Linked DNA regions of Drosophila melanogaster: region 1 is linked to region 2. Evidence: chromatin contacts called from public targeted proximity ligation data. All regions are on one chromosome and are shown on one strand. The core of a region is the stretch at or near the end of the contact, and the rest is flanking DNA. Distances in the headings are between cores, read along the strand shown. Region 1 holds the start of CG10184. Region 2 holds the start of CG10175.

Region 1 (5,738 bases), core at 1,788-4,287, 75 kb after region 2:
AACGCAGCTCGGACCCACTCAAGGGGCAATAATACAAATTTGAGATCTTCTTTTGCTCCCTCTATGTCTTTAATTAAACGACAAAATGCAAAATCTAATTGTGTTTGTCTTTCCAGTAATATTCAAAAGAATTACAAATGTCTAGGTCCTGGGAAATTGCTTGTCGTACTGGCCGATGACGTACTTCAGCTTCCTGATGGCCAGGTCCACTTGCTCATCGTCCACCTGATGGTAGAGCACAAGTCTCGCAAATGCCCAATCCCGGGCACTAGCCTTCACCACGATTCCGGCTCCGTTTTTGTCCTTCACTCCGGCTTCCACTTCACCAGCATCAACGATGCTCAACCGGGTGGAGAACTCACTGGCCGTCAGTTTGGGTTGGGTTATCTCTACCAGAAGGATATTGCTCTGGACAGACGACACGTGTACGGTAATGTTGGGACTTTTCAGTTCATATATAGCTGAAAAGGAAATAGATATTTATAGGTGTGCAATTATGTTAGACGTCATGACACCAACCGTTGGCAATTTTATTGGTCCGCTCGTGATCTTTGCTCAGAAGTGGTACCACTTCATCCAAAGCTACCAGTCCAGCTGCTGCTAACACTCCCACCTGCCGCATTCCGCCTCCCAAAGCTTTGCGCAGTCGATGGGCTCTATACGCAGAAAGGTATTTGTTATTGGCTAACATCAAATATAAAATTATATTATATGTAAGTAGTGTCAAATAATTCCATTACTAAGATACAGTTACCAATAACTAAAAATGGACTGCAGCTAAGCACCAATTTCCGTAATTATATCGAAGTATTGGAGTCACCGGAACCCGGAAAAGCAAATATTAGCCGGCAAGCAGCGTATTAGACACTCATGCCGTCATGCCGGGTTAAACTCACTCCGAAATGAAGGCCTTGGAGCCGACTAACACGGATCCCACGGGAGCCGATAAGCCCTTGCTGAGGCAGATAGATACCGAATCGAAATCGCGGCAGATGCGCTCCACTCCCACGCCCAAGGCGGTGGCCGCATTAAAGACCCTCGCTCCGTCCATGTGTAGAGCGATACGGGCGTTCCCAGTGCCCACGCCCGGCTGTCGGACCAGAGCAGCTAGCTCATCCAAGAAGGCCAGAGGCACCACTTTGCCACCGCAGATATTGTGGGTCTGCTCCACCACCACCAGCGAGGTGATGGGCTCGTGGCAGTCTTCGTGGCGTATCCTGCGGCGCAGATCCTGCAGACTAAAGGTGCCATCCTGCTCGTTCTTCAGAGTGGCTAATTGGACTCCGGCCAAATGCGAGGCGCCACCTAAACGTGATTAATGAAAACGCTCTGGAGTCGTTGAGTCCTGGCGGAGTGTTTGCTCTTCTCACCTTGTTCGTACAGAAAGATGTGCGATAAATCGCCGACCAGGGCCTCCGTGCCACGACGATGGCAGTGAACCATAACTGGGGAGATTATCAAGGGAAACATTGGAGTATTCGCTTGGCTCGGGATAATCAAGGATTCAGCCACAGGCTTTTCGGTTTAGCTCTGAACTCATCTTTAATACAACTACTACAGCCTTACTAATTGTTACTGATATCAATAGCACTTCTTACTTTACAAAATTTAGCTAATGATTCTTATCGTTTAAAAATTTGCATTACTCCTGTAAAGATTTAATACCTAGTAATTTAATAGATATTTAACTAGCTTTAAGTGTGCATAATCTTTCTAAGATAAGGTTTATTATGATTTGATAATGAACATAGTAAACTGAAATGCCTTTTCCCTTATTTTCGAGTTCTTAAATGAAATATCTTAATTAAGACCAGGAAGTACTCATATAAATATCACTCTTTTATTGCTGCATACCAAATGAGCAACCCTCTTGAAAAATTATCACAATCACAAGTATGAGTGCAGCAGTTTTCTTTTGAATAAAATGCAAACTTCAAATTCCATTAGAAATATTAATTTGAGCGAAAGCATAAATTACTCCAGATTGCGATGCCCAAAGCGGTAGCTCCTTGCAACTTCGTCCTTTATCCTTCAGTTTTTCTTTTCCCTTGCTCGACCTCGACTGTGTGGCACACGTCCACGTCTAATATTAAAGTCTATAAAAATTAATGTTATGTTTATGGCTGCCCTTAGCCTTTACGATAATGTACCTGATGCATGATATGAGCACTGCTTTCTTGTTTCTTTCACCTTTTCGCTCGGCCCACGCCCACGCAACCAGCCACCTTTTGTGTAATCTGAGACTGGCCTCGCTTTAAACTAATAAACATAAGCGATTCCCCACTACGGAAACCCACTAAAGCAGAGACGGAAAATGAGCCGGGCTTATTTACGACTCCTGGCAGTTGCCACTCACTTGCCAGTAGATTTCCCATGGTGCCGCTGGGCACAAAGAGGCCCGCCTCCTTGCCGAAAATGGCCGCTGTTCGCGCCTCCAGTTCGTTGACGGTGGGATCCTCGCCATAAACGTCATCCCCGACCACGGCGGTGGCCATCCGGGCCCGCATCTTGTCCGTCGGCTGGCTGACGGTGTCCGAGCGCAGGTCAACAACGGAATGGGTGGTCATTTTCTGCAAGTTGATTAGCTGGGATATTTGCATAAGGTGGGCTATGTTGATTTTCCATCTTTATGGCCAGCAGCAAATCCCCCATGGAATCGCGAACTCATTCATTTACATTGAGACACGTCAGTTGTACTGCCTTAAATAATTGATATGGGCAATGGGGCGATAGGCGGTTGGGGGCCCAACACCAAATGAAAACAATCACTTCTGGACATTCGAATGGAATTGGAATATGGTGTGTTGAGCGATTGCATAATCATTATTTTACTTTTAACACTTGATCTCCCGGCTGAACTCGTTCAACCTTTATTCAACTTTAATAGACATAATTCAATTTGTCAAAAAAAAAAAAAAAACACGTAAGTAAACAAAAAAACATCACAGAACTCACTTGGAAACCTAATTGATAAAAAAACTAAGCGAAAAAAATCACACAACGTGCTCCGTTCAGAGCTAGCGAAAAACTGACCCCAACAGCTGCTAAATGGCCTTCTTTATAAGGCAACCTCCGCAATGATAATACTGTTCCCAATTGAGCAGCGATCGATCTTCTTCTTTTTTTTAGTATAAGAGATATCTAAATTCTCTTTTAATATTTTTTTCTCTTTTTATACAAATTTTCGAAGAGCCGAACGCCATGCTCTTTAAGCCCTGCCCACACTAAGATTCTATTTCAGGAACGGAATGTGATCTGTAATAGCACTCTATTAAAACACACAAGATTTCTTTGGTACTTTTTTATTAATTACATCAGAAATTTTCACTAAAATTTTACTATGTCTAACACATTTTTGTTGTTCTTTTCTCATAGTTTTCACACTCAATTCACCTGTCACTTTTTCTTTTCTTGGCCAATCAATGATCTCTATCTCAACCACTCAAGGTACAATTGAAAAACGTTACAATAATAAAAACAAATTTAACTTAGCTATGTACTCAATAATAGTATGAATTAGTTTGTTAACAGTAGTTGTTTCACGTTTTGTTTTGCTTCCGACATGATGAAGTACATGATTCTCGCTGGAACTGATTGGACTAACTAATAAGACGATCCTTGAATCGGATAAAGCTACGCCTGATATCGATCATAATGTTAGGTCAACTTACGAACTAAACTTGCAACAACTTTTCTTGAGAATGGGCGTGGGAAGTAGGGGCATCATTGCATACGAGAAAAGTGTATGCAAAAGTGTATATGTAAAAGTCATAAAATGTATGCAAAAATTATAAATAAATATTTAGAAAATAGTTTCAATTTTTTGTAGTTATCCTTTCAGTTTTAGTTCTTGTTGTTTATGTTTTATAGTCTTTTGAACAAGTTTCCTTCTGGCGCACGCTGGCAAAATGTCAAGATTTGCCCTATATTTTAGTTTATACTTTCACATTCAAGTTGTTTGCACATTGCGTCTTCGTTTACTTTTGGCACCCACTGTAAGCGTACGATAGTGCTCGGTTTGATTTGGGCGTGTGCGATTGGGTGGGAGGTACTCAAATTTCATTGCCAATCAAAGCATTTTCCAGCAGCGCGACAAACAATCTAGGTGAAAGTATAAACTTGGAGTGAATTCATTTCCGCCCTCGGCTCTTGGCCTTCTTTTCGGTTTCTTTTCTAATTTCCGTTTTTTGGTATGTGCAGATGGAGCGACAGGGATTCCTTCACTTAGGACGTTGATCTTTTTCAAAGACCGATTGCCACCAACATTAACGCTAATTGTTTTTTTTTTTTTTTTGTTTCAGTTTCAACACACAGGACACGCGACTAACAGCTAGGGGATTTAATCTAATGCTCTAGGATGTTGTGTGGGCTCACTCCGGTCGCCTCCTTATCGCTACGAGGAGACGTCCGTCTCGGATCCGTCCACGTCGCCCGGCGGATTGCGCTTTATGCAGTCGCGTATGCTTTGCAGGATGATGCCGGTCCGGCGGTCCAGCGCCTCCAGGTGCGGCTGCCAGAGCACCGGACTGACGGGATCCTGGCTCAGGGATTCGCTCATCAGCTGGGACAGCGGCTTGGGACCATTGTGGAAGCTATCAGATAAATAAAATAGTTCATTTAAATATTGCTTTTAATCAGCGTTATAAGCTTAACACCTCACTTTTGTGTTTCAACTTTTGGAAACATTACATAATTGATTGAAATGCAATTACAGATAAATTAAGCTTATGAAGCACTTGGTATTTAATCGTTTTCAATGGCTAAATTTAATTAAAGCAAATCAATCCCGAAATATAATTGGTGATAGGATAAGTACATTGGTTTCTGTTGGCCTAAATTGTATTAAATAGCGTACAAATTTCAGACGCAACTATTTAAGCCGTACTGTTAAGTAGTTTACTTTAAATAAGAGTAGCACTTGTTTTACTAGAAGCAACCGCTTAAAGCGTAATTAAGCTACCAAAAGTTTTCAATTGAATATTATGCATATTAAGTAGTGCAATTCAATGCGAGCAGCATGAACTATGCTGTTGCATGCAATATATATATATATACATATATACTCACTCTAGCAGCTTGACGAGCGTCGACTTGCGTATCAGGCAGCACTGCAGCACCGGCGCCAGGATGGAGAGCTCGTCGTGGAAGGGCCGCCCGAAACCACGGCCGTGGTCCAAATGCAGGGGGAAAGTCTCGTTGCCGTAGACCCTGGAATGCAAACGAAAGGCGGGCCAAATTAGAGTGTATTCGGCAATCAGCCAGGGCAGGTCCTTCGAAGGCCCTTCCTGGACGCGATTGGCGGAGGGGATAATTGCCTAGCAGAAGTGGGTGGCAAGGTGGCCGAGTGGCATGGAAAGTCAGGAATGAACCAGGATGGCCAGGTGTTAGCTGGGTGCCAGCGATGACATCGCCGTAAGCCCAACAAACGCTTTTGCATAACAAACAATTTAGCAGCAGCAGCGCAGCCAAGTCACCTGGCACCTGGTCTCCAAAGACCCGGCGCATCGATGATGTGTGTGGCGTTGGTGTGGCGGCTTACAACCTGGAGATGTTTTGCAACCTTTTGCAGGCGGTCTGAAAATATCTTTCCAGCTGCTGCATCTGCATCTGTGGCCACGGCATCGGCATTGGCGGCTGCTTGGCATGCAGGTGCTGGCATATCCCTGGCAAATGCAGGCGCTTAGGCGCACACAGGGCGCATACGTAACGTGCCAAAGTCAGACCGAGGAACCGATGAA
Region 2 (5,303 bases), core at 1,490-3,989:
CACTTGTTTTGGGCCACTGGCTGCCTAATTAGCAGGTGCCAAAAAGTATTTTTCACGCGCTTCACTTCACCCCATAAAACAATAGAACCGCGAGGTATTTGCAATTTGCCAGGCTTATTTGCTGTTTGGTGAGCAATAAACTCCATTAACAGGCACATGTAAATGCAGTGACCGGCAGCCACACAATTTGGCTAAAACACTTGGCCATAAAGCGACGTCTTCTTGGGTGTTGAATTACTTTTGGGGCGGCAACAAATTTGCGACACGATGTCAAAGTCACACAACTGGTCGAGTCAGCCGAAATGGCCAGAACTGGCACGCTTTGTAAAGATTCTTTTGTCTCTGCTTAATTTATACAAGTTGTTCTCAGATCGCACAACTATTTATGTATGCATGTATGTGGTTAGGAATACGGGTTCTTGAACTCACCTTAAGCTGGTTGGATATCTTCCCAGCACGTGCTATTGCCGTGCCAAATGTGGACGGAGCTATGGCAATCGAGGAGCTGACATCACAGAGGAGTATCACACCCAATCCAAGGAACAGAAGGCTCAGCAGTGGTCGAAGTCCAGTGGTTGTCATTGTGCGTTTGCTTGTTGTCTGGGTAAACAAATTGGAATAATGCATTAGGCGATGGCCCGTGTTATGGCCAAATGTGTTTGCCAAACGTCAATGTCCAAGCCGAAAACGAACCGAACCGAATATCGAATCGAAGTGCGCAACGCTTCTGAGCCAACTTCTTGGTCAGGGCCAAGACAAAGACGCGAATGTCAACAGCTTGCTCGGCTTTGCTTGGCTTTTAGACGCTCTTGCGCTTGACTCCACTCAACTTGGCTCAAAGCCACTAACTTGGCTCAGTTTTCAGTTTTTCCACCGCCAGTCAGTGGTGGTCTCAATTTAAATTGCTTGCGATTATTTTCGAATTTGTTCGCAGTGCTTGTCTTGGGCTAATACAGACATTATTCAATTTTGTTTTGCTGCTGCTGTTTTTATTGCCGTGTTATTTTTTTCCTTACGAGAGGTCACCAAATATTTTGCATGCTCACAGGGCGTATGATGAATTAGGAATTCATATAGCTATATGTTTATTCCACATTATGGCATACACGCATATAAATTTATTTAAAATATTTTTTACATAAAAACACAGACCCAATGACAATGGACTAATTGAATGGCAAGACCGGAAATCAGGGCGAGAAGGTCTCAAAGAAGCTAACGAACTTCGTTCGTGGTATCCATAAATCTGTTAATCAACCAGATATGGAAACCTTTTGGCCTAGCTAGTAGGGGTGTTAATTATAGTTCCGCTTCCTTAACAGTTTCGTTAAACTGGGCCATAACACATATATGTATATACCGATATTGCCAATAAACACGCCCCCAGCAAACCAGTAACCCAGAGCCACTTCCTCCTTTTACAAAAGACACGACATTGCCGCTCTCCCCTCTCCAACCCCCTTGACTCACTAAGCCATTTGAAGTTGCCACAATGCCATGGCAACACTTGCACTTTCCTTGAAAGTTGTCCGACCAGCTGGAGATGCAGAGTAGCCAAAAGAGAGGGGGTTGTCGATCAGCTGTGCGCTTTTCTCTAGGCCATAAATCCAGCTTATTAAAACTATGCCTTATGATTACAAGAAACATATGCAAATTGGACTTGGAATTTGCGCAATGCTGCAATAGGCAACGATTGAGCTAAAGCCAACTGTTCCAATAGCAGAATGTGGCTATTTTGTAATGACCAGGCCAATTGAAGAGCTGGCAGCCGAAGTAAGAGAGAGTCAGAGAGGGCCAACACAAATTGCCAGCTAAACGGGTCGGAAAATCGCAGTGACAGCAGCTGATCGGGAGCTGCAAATGCAAGTGGGATCGGGATTCAGGCCCAGATGGAGGTGGCGGTGGTGATGCAGACTTGGCCTGGAGCCGGCCAGACGGGCTTGCGACGCCTTACGTAAGCGACGAGCAAAACAAAAAAGGTAAATATTGACTGAGAAAATAACACGAAAAAATTAAGCCAAGCCAATGACTGAAAGAAATGAAGAGATAAAGCGAGCCAAAAGCGAGAGAGATAGAGAGGAGAAAGAGAGAGGTGTGAGAAAGCGAGAGTTTGGCCAAAAAGATGATGGCCCAGTGGCTTTTGGCGTGCGCCGCTTAACAGTAAATTTCGCTTGACCCATTATATAAAATGGTAGCCGGGGCCAAGCAGCAAAAACGGAACTAATTTAAAACTATTTTCAAATTCGCCAGGCCCATGCCCGTTCGAATGGCATCTGCTTATGCTGACACATCTACTCGGGTCTGGAGTTTCATTAACAAAAGCTGGCTCGCAAATATTTCACCAGCAAACAGACAAATATTTGACACACATATTTTTCTTGAACCCTGCTCAATGACTCAACAAGACGGCAACTGCAGTACGCTATTTGCAACAGATTTGTGGGGTAAATGTGTCAACCTAATAGGTGTCAATCAGCATTAGATTTGATTATTTCTCGGAATTACTCTGACCATCATTTTTGAGCACTAAAACACTTTTTATGCACCATGTAATTGGCTTCGTGTGTTGGGCAAGTTCAAGTTTGTGGCCCGAGTCTTTGGCCCGCCACATCGATTGCGCTCTGGTCAACTCAATTCGATTCGATTCGTTTCGACTTCATTCGATTTCGGCTTCAATATCGTACTCTTCGCGTACCGGAATGTTTCGTGCTCCACGTTCGACTGTCGCCGACAAACTGAAGCTGCGACTGTGCAGCGGTGCGCTTAAGCGTCAAATTGCTGCGGCTTATACCTTAACCAGCTGCGGCATGCAAAACATGCCGAGCAGTCTGGATGATCGGTAAAAATGGTTATACGACATGAGCTGAATTCGTAGTTGGTAATGTAACTTTAAGTGTTCAAATTCTGGAATCACCGTAGTCGTAAGACCGCATTTAGCAAACTAAAGTACTTTCTGGGGACTGTAACGCTTTTCCTAGAATGTGAAAAGTTAAATGAATTTAACTATATATAACTCAACTCACACAGCTTATCAGTGATTTTTGTAAATTTTATTTGTTATTTTATTTGTTTATTTGTTCAAGACTCTGCTAATTTACAATAATAACTGCAATGAGCAACAAAACACCTTTGTTACTTTAAAACACTATTCCCTAAATGATTAATTGCTTTCTAGAAACTAATTAATAGTTAAGACCTCTTATAAAACTAATGACTGAAAGGGTATTCCCTCGGCTAGCAGCATATACATATAAAATTTCAGACGATGGACACCAGATTAACAGTTTGTTTGAATAGCTGTGCTTCTGCGGTCTTAAATTATGGCCGTACTCATTTCGGGTCCGCTGTCACGCCGGCTCACGCATAATTATGCAAAATTATATATCAAATTCAATTTTGGCAATTGGTGGCCTGCCCATAGTAAGCTTATTCTAGTGTCAGCCCGTCCCCCTTTTTTGGCATTGTGCAGAGGCAGATATCTAAAATGCGGCTAACTTCAGTTTGTAGCCACAACAGCGGGCACGTGAAATTGGACTCGTTTATTGCCACCGCGGAAAAGCAGTTGACACTGGGGTTAGAGATGGCCAGTCTCGTTTACCGTTTGAGATCAAGGATGCAACTAATAATCTGTGGCACAATAAGCCAAGGCAGTGCGATCTCGGTGTGGAAAATAAGCTGGCCAATGGCAATGGAATGACAACTGTAAAGGCGACTAAAGTTAACGTTAACAATTAATGGCAAACGCCGGATGGAAATGAACTTTTCACGAAGCCCGTGTAATTAACTAAGCGATTGCCCAACTCGATCGTCAAGGCATTCAGTTGCTATATTAGCGGAACAATTAAACGGGGGAATCTTCCACTGATTAATCGTTCTCGGAGGAGGTTGGTTGGTGACCTCGTTGCCGTTTGTTCTCACTCCGATGCTTTGCAGCCAGGTTTAATATTTAGCCAAGCGCAGATCGTAAACAAAAGAATGCCGCCGCACTGTGCAAATAAACCCCGAAATGGAAAATTAAAAACACACTGAATACAACCACAATAATATACGATTCTGTTCATGAATTCATATTTTGTGCATTCTGTCAGCGGTTTGAATGTCTGTTGTTCTGGCCTTAAACTATGCCACCATTTGTCGTTATTGTTTGGCCCAAATATTTGGCAATGCCTCAGTTACCATGACTTACGAAAATTACAGCAGAAATATCTTGAGTAGAGTTTACTACTGTTGAAGCCAGATCGGGAAGTCTGGCCTATAGGATGGGAAGATTTACAGTTAGCGATGCTGGTGAAAGGCGGAACCTGCGGTGGATTCTCTGAGGATGCTCAATATCAAGGACAACTACAGGTTTTTTTTTACTACTGACGTCAATAAGTTCGTCTCAAAATACGTCATTACAGGTGTAGAATCTCAAGAAACCAGTTAAGATGGGAAACATATGTTTTTTAGAATAGGAATTTAATTAAGTATAATTAATACTAAGGTAGCGGTTTCAATTCATTAAATTTTTTCAATAAGATAAAAAACATTTTTAAAGTAATAACTTTAAAATTGTAAAACAACTGTAATTAAAAAAAGAAGAGAAAATCGGTTAACGACATGTTGGATATAATTCAAATTAGCGCACACCATTTGTACATGCCAACTGAACTTATGCTACAAGTCGATGTTAACTAGTAATTTTGCAAGCACACTTTTGAGATCGACTTATATATTAACAGGTAGCTAGTTAACAGAGCTATTGCAGCAGTAACTGTAAAATAATAAAAATAATACGTGTTAACACAATAAACATAACTTATTGTGTTTGCGATCTTCGATCAAGCAAGCTAGGATGTTGAGAAACAGTTCCTGTCACTTGAAATGGCCTTCGCCTCGCACTAGTTTTTTGAAATAACTTGTAGACCAAGTAGATCACAGACCCAAAGACAATACCAAAGCGGAGACCTAAAAGGAGCCCCCAATCCCATTCGTAGTAAAGAGGAACATCCTCCGTGTTAAGGCGCATATGTGAGGCGTCCTTATTCCGCAGGGCGTATTCCGTCCACCAAACTGCTGTGTCCAAAGGACTCATGGGTCGATCCCTGAAGGATTGCGACATTTTCTTGGCTTTCAGAGCATATCTTGGGTTCTCCAGCAGCTTCCGAATAGTTGAGGTCAGAATTTCTAAGGTCATCTCATTGGCGTCCAAGACCTCGGCCATGCCACGCAGATTAACATTTCGCAGATTAATAAACTGATCGAAGAACACAGGCAATCCCAAGATCGGCACTCCACTGTAAACAGCCTCCATTACACTTAGC

The links.
Region 1: a targeted proximity ligation map of the Kc167 cell line shows a contact between it and region 2, with 3 times the contacts expected there. A contact is called at or near these places in 23 of 107 Hi-C or Micro-C datasets (the Clone 8 cell line, the D17-c3 cell line, the Kc167 cell line and 9 more) and 2 of 7 datasets of targeted methods (both in the Kc167 cell line).

Annotation. Positions count from the first base shown.
Region 1 is chr3R:23,602,458-23,608,195 of dm6, forward strand. It overlaps CG10184, which reads right to left and starts at 3,038. Exons shown (of 6, transcript NM_142904.4): 1 at 2,956-3,038; 2 at 2,357-2,570; 3 at 1,371-1,445; 4 at 897-1,305; 5 at 520-656; 6 at 50-461. The coding sequence starts at 2,567. The coding sequence ends at 142. It overlaps CG31145, which reads right to left. Exons shown (of 17, transcript NM_001369999.1): 16 at 5,068-5,208; 17 at 3,294-4,592. The coding sequence ends at 4,388.
Region 2 is chr3R:23,528,247-23,533,549 of dm6, forward strand. It overlaps CG10175, which reads right to left and starts at 2,740. Exons shown (of 8, transcript NM_001300557.1): 1 at 2,696-2,740; 2 at 430-600. The coding sequence starts at 582. It overlaps Ugt303B3 (UDP-glycosyltransferase family 303 member B3), which reads right to left. Exons shown (of 2, transcript NM_142895.3): 2 at 4,699-5,303. The coding sequence ends at 4,799.